2 separate regions of the Hordeum vulgare genome follow, and region 1 is linked to region 2. A link is a contact called in public Hi-C data. All regions are on one chromosome and are shown on one strand. Each heading gives the region's core, a stretch centred on a gene start, on an enhancer-like site or on the middle of the called end of the contact. The rest is flanking DNA. Distances are from core to core; before and after follow the strand shown. Region 1 holds the start of LOC123425689. Region 2 holds the start of LOC123425688 (protein FAR1-RELATED SEQUENCE 5-like).

What was found. Hi-C and Micro-C count contacts between places; a contact is called where the count stands out from the background.
Region 1: a Hi-C map of seedling shows a contact between it and region 2, with 2.3 times the contacts expected there. The contact joins the promoter of LOC123425689 here to the promoter of LOC123425688 in region 2. A contact is called at or near these places in 2 of 6 Hi-C or Micro-C datasets (leaf and seedling) and 1 of 1 datasets of contacts at active chromatin or transcription factors (embryo).

What each region holds. Positions count from the first base shown.
Region 1 is chr2H:165,879,723-165,882,422 of MorexV3_pseudomolecules_assembly, reverse strand. It overlaps LOC123425689, which reads right to left and starts at 1,264. Exons shown (of 2, transcript XM_045109398.1): 1 at 561-1,264; 2 at 1-387. The coding sequence starts at 1,143. The coding sequence ends at 14.
Region 2 is chr2H:165,480,055-165,482,985 of MorexV3_pseudomolecules_assembly, reverse strand. LOC123425688 (protein FAR1-RELATED SEQUENCE 5-like) reads left to right here and starts at 1,447. Exons shown (of 5, transcript XM_045109397.1): 1 at 1,447-1,782.

The sequences.
Region 1 (2,700 bases), core at 15-2,514, 400 kb before region 2:
CCCTCTTCAGTCTTCAGTAACGGCCGCCGCCGCTGCCGACCATCTCGCTGTAGTGCTTCAGCGACTCCTGCCGCTGCAGCCGCATCTCCATGTTGAACTTGTTGATGAAGGCCTCCACGCGCCGGTTTAGCTCGTCCTGCCCCAGCGACGGCTCGCGGCGCACCTTCCTCTCGGGGTCGTTGAACGTCTCCGCCTTGCGCATCGTCGCCGCGGGGGGCGCCGCCTCCTCGCCGCCGCCGGACGGACGGCGGCCCGGGCGGGTGTCGAAGGTGTCCGACTTCTTGAGGTGCCGCGCCAGCGGCGGCGCTCGCCCCTCCGTGATGGCCTTCCACGTGCTCTCCAGAGTGTCCTCCCTCCGCGGCCGCGACACCCGCAACGCCCTGCTGCCTGCAACGACACGCCCAGTCGACATCAATACAAAATTTCTTCTCTTGCTGGAATTCCACGAAAGCGCTCGAGATTCGGCGAAATTCTGCTATTTGCATTTGCAGGCCAGAATAGTCGAGGAATTAAACAGCTCGGCGAATTGCTCAGAGTATCAGGCAGTCCGTTGTTGTTACCTTCTGGGCTGGGCTTGGGCGCCTTCCGGCCGAACCGCTCTGAGGACAGCGGCTTCTCCCTCTTGTTCGTCAGGTCCGCGAACGGTGCCACCTCAACCTCGGCCTTCGTAACCCTCCGCTGCGGCGTCCATGCAGATCTTGAAATCAGGAAGTCCTCACCCTCCTCCTCCATCTCCGGCGCCGGCACCGGCGCGGGGGGCGTCTTGACCACCGGCACGGCCTCCGGAACACGCGGCTCCGGATCGGGCGCCGCCATCACCACGGCCACAACAGGTACAGGCATGTCCATCGGCATCGCCAGAGCCGGCGCGGGTACCGGAAGCGGCTCCGTCCCCACAGCGGCGTGTGCGGTCGACGAACGGCTGGTCTGGAACCGCGAGGACGCGGCGATGGAGATGATGATGGCGTTGATGACGAGGTACAGGTAGGGCGGCGTGAGCCACGTGGCCGCCGCCGCCTGCGCGCGAGGGATCTCCTCCGCCACGAACCCCGCCGCCGCAGGCCCCACCAGCCTCACTCCGGCGGCCACCAGCATCGCCGCCGCGGCCGCCGCCCCGGCCTTCACCGTCCGCGCGCACCCCATCGCCTCCTCGCAGCCGCCACCTAAATCCTTCCGACCGTCCTCCTTCCTTCTCCCTCCACTCACCGTGACCGTGCGTGCGGTGCGTCTGTGCGAGCGAAATGAATGGAAGCGAGCAAGCGGAGGTGGGCGCACCGGGGCGGGCGGTGATTTATAGCGGAGCACATGCCGAATATCGAGTATCCGTGCGCGCGGGCCGCGCGGGGGGTGACGGTGAGATGCCAGCCGTCGGATGAGGGCTTTGGACGGCGGGGGATGCACGGGAGAGGCTCGCCGCACGTTTTTCCGTTGCACGGGACGGAAAGGTCTGGGTCATCATGAGTAGTACTGTAGTAGTGTGGCCCGTGTGACCGCGGGGTCTTTGGCCGGTGGAGACGAGTGGACGTCGACCTTCCCCGATTACTATTATTACTGTGCTCATGCTTAATCTAACTGTTTGTTGTTCACCTGCTGATTAAGAAATCCCGTATCTTCATCCGCAAAAAAAAAATCCCATATCTTAATCAACTCTGTTCCTGTAGTAGATACACCAGTAACAGTGTTGATATCGTGACATGTTTTCGCGCCCGCGTAAAATGCTAGCATTTTTGCACGGTAGTAGTACAAAGTTGAGACACTTATTTTGGGACGAAGGGAGTAGTATCTTCTAGGCAACTGCACAATCATGTCATGTGGGTTCATTGATACAGCCTGGATAGAGATGGTAAAGGCTGAAGTGATCGGAGTAGTAGATGAATTAATACATGATGATGATGATGACTGTTGAGAGGGGCTTCCATCTTCAAACGGTCGGGAAACTAGCCGTTGGACGCGGACGCGGGGGGCCCGCTGGGCAGTCGGCCCGTTTACGTGGGCCCGGGGGTCTCCGGGTCCCAGCCACGCGGGCTGGTCCGTCGCGCCGAACCGCGTCCGCTGCCGTTTTAGCCTGAGCAAATGGTCCAGCTCAGATGACATCACGGACGCCACCGCCACAGCCACCGCACCGCGTGCTCATCGGCGGCAGCTCCGTCGCTTGCTCTCGTGTCTATCTTGTCTTCTCTTTCCCCGTGCACTGCACCGGTTCTAGCCTCTTCCTTCCTCACACACATCGAGCTGCATGTTTATAAGCTACGTACGTACTCATGACGTCCTACAAAGTGTAGTGTAGTGTACGTAGAGTACAACACCAACTACTACTGCTACTACTCTACCCAGGATGATTCTGACAGTAAATATTTACCTAATCTGCATCCAAATTATATTACTACTGCTTCTGCTCCGTTCTCTTTTTGACTCCATACTCTACTACCGGAGTTAGTTAATCTAGTATGCTACCAAGTAGTGATGACTCGACGCACAGGTTGACACGGTCGCGGTCACAGCGCACGGCAACTCGTGCGCTTTTGCGCTGCCACCTCCGAACGCGCGATTCAAGAAGCACGTACGCACGGCACCTGTTCGGCTGCCCGCCCACTGCGCCCGCAGCAGCATATGCGCCCGGTGCGGCGCGCACTTTCTAACGCCCGTCTCGGCACACGATGATGGGAAACGCGAAAGAAAACGGGGCGCGCGAACTACAAC
Region 2 (2,931 bases), core at 198-2,697:
AAGTTTACAACAGTTTTTCATAACTCACAACTCATAACAACTTTTTAAAGTTTTTATTGAATCTATAGCTCAGAGCATTTCTAGCATACCCCGTATAAGTGGTCAAACCCATAAAAAATTTGCGTTTTACAGTTTTGATCGTAAAATATGTGAAGAATAGAAACCGTAAAAATGGTCCAACCTGTAATTTTTTTAAGGGGCACAGAAAAGCCACACCCAAAACCCTTATTTTTGAAGGTTGTAAGGCCGATTCTAGGGGGGGCGTATACCGTTCAAACCTCATCGGAGCAAACATGCCGCCCCGGAGTTTGCCGGAATTCGCCCTAAACTCGCTGGAATTCATCACCGTACGTCGGAAAAGGTCGTTGAATGCCGCAATCGATCGCCACCGGTTTGAATTGGATGAGCTCGACCTCGCCATGGCCTCCCATGACCTCAGCCTGGCCGCTGGAATTCTCCTAGCGTGGCAGGCAAAGGAGCACGACTAGGCCGACGCGTCTGGCAACAGAGCAAGGCGTTGACGACGGAGGCGACGAGGCATGGCCGACGGGCGACAACAAACCTGGCCAAACGGGTCGTGCCTGCCGGGCCGGCCCGACTGCCCGTAGGCCAGGCACGACATGAGCCGGGCCCGGCACAGGCTAATCGTGCTCGGGCCAGGCACGAGCACGCTGTGGGCCATGCCCGGGCTGCCACCCCGAGTCCGCGTGCCGGCACGGCCCGACACGATTAGGTGGCCATGAACGTGTTTTGTGCAGCAATGGGAGCGGCCGTGCGGCGGTGCGGGGCTTGCGGGCATGCAACGCGACGCGCTAACTGGCGCGAGCCGCGAGAGGCGGGAAAGGGCGGCCGCGAGGGGCGGGAAAGGGGGAGCGGGGGCGGGAAAGGCTGCGGGGGCGGGGGCAGGATTTGGACAGGATCTGGGCGGGAGAGGGGCTGGGATTTTTTTTTTAATAAAATCGGCCGGCGTGCCGCGGGCCGGCCCGATTAGGCCACGTGCCGTGCTTGGGCCTGGGAGGCCAGCATGCGGGCCGGCACGGCACGGCCCGTATATTAATCGGGCCTAGGACGGGCCGTGTCGGGCATGATTACGACGGGCTGGGCCGGGCCGTGCCGGCCCGTTTGGCCAGGTATGGGCGACAAGCCGTGGCTAGGCGCGGTCGGCGTGGTGATGGGGCGCGGTCGGCGGGCGACGGGCCGCATGTGACGGGGTTGGATGCGGCCGGCGTAGCCGATACGGTCGGGTGGAGAAAGGGACGGTGGCCGCCGGACCGAAGGATGAATCTCTTTATCGCAGTTTTACAGTTTTTATTCGAATGTAGTTAAAATAAATCATCAAAATGCATTTTTTTTATCCATATCTCAATTTTACGATTTGCGTTTTTACCGGATCTGCTAGACATCTCTGCGTGAGCCTGCGCTATGCCGAGTATCTGCCGCGTTGAGCGTCAGATAGGATTTACCCGAAGCGGCAGCTAGCGCATCGGGCAGACCGGCAGACGAACCCTAGCGATAGTGAGCACCACGGCGGCGTGCTCACCACTGGGGGCTCAACAGCTCGGCCTCGCTGCTTCGCCAGTTCGCCACGCCGCCGGCGCCACTTCGCCGTCCTACGCTCAACCTCGCTGCATCGCCACGCCTCGGCGCCGCTCCGCCGTCCGGCGAGCGGCCTGCTCAGCTCCTTGCCCGTCCGACGCCGTACCCACCGGCCCTCGCAGGTTTCAGCCTCCTGCTTCCCGGCGTTCTCCGTCCCCGCACAAGCACAACCTAGTAAAGCTTCAGGTAATTCCTGTACCTCAATTAGTTAATTATTAGGATGATGTCAAGGTTGAACGAGCCAATGAGTGGGATCTTCTTGCTGCGAATAGGTTTCTGAACAATGGAAATTCCATCGATATCATGTCTTACATGTATGTTTCATAAATTGATGTTGCTATTTCGCTTGACTTTTACATGTTTAGAGGAACTTACAATGTTGCTGACAACTGTAAAGCTGCTTAAGCTGTGCTAGTTAGTGCCAAGCTGCGATCTTGTGAAGTGGGCAAGTGGTATTGTGGTAATGCTCGTACTCCATGGCCATGGGAGGTTGTGACATACTGACGTTGTGTTCTTCTATTCTGTCTGTTATTACCGTTATCTGAACACTCATGGTGAGACATATTATGTTATGTTCTGTAGCCTTATATGGAATGCTAGACTGCTAGTGCTACGGTCCAAAGTTGACTTGTTCTTGACATCATAAGGTTTGCTCCCAGTGTCTAATTAGTTTGTGAAGTTTATCCATCCATGCCTTCATTAACATCTAGTTTTCTAGTGCTAATTAATTAGCAAGTAGGAGTACTATATGTCATATTGTCATGGCTAGTCTAATGCAAGTCCTGTTGTGACAATTGTATGGATTGGAAGTTCAGAACCTTCAGAGATAGATAGGACAGGAAGAAAACATTGTTCTCTCATTTTTAAATTTGCATCAACTTTGGTTAATTTGATATCTATCGAAGCCAAACCGAAATAGTTTCGTAACCAAAGCCAAACCGCATTTTAGTTTTATAGAAGTACCGTATTTACCCAAGTATGGATAGTGTACATACCAGAAAAGGGTATTTACCAAACCGAATGCATAGAGTTAATGGCGTGGTCTTTGGTGTCCCATTTGTCATGCTTGGAAGTTCTGAGTCGGTACAATTAGGTATATTAGTTAACTGATTAGATTTTTTAGGGATTGATCCGTAGTGGTGGCCATTGTGTTCATAATTGAGCTGCGCGGTAGGGAATGTGGTGGGTGGTTTGATCTGCTTAAATCGGGTTTTTTCACAGTTTATGTCACAAATAACTTATTTTTACAGATGTATATACACATATGTACTGACATTCTTGTCCATTAGTAAGCTCGGTGAAAATGTTAGCCCTCTCCGTAAAGGCTCAAGTCTT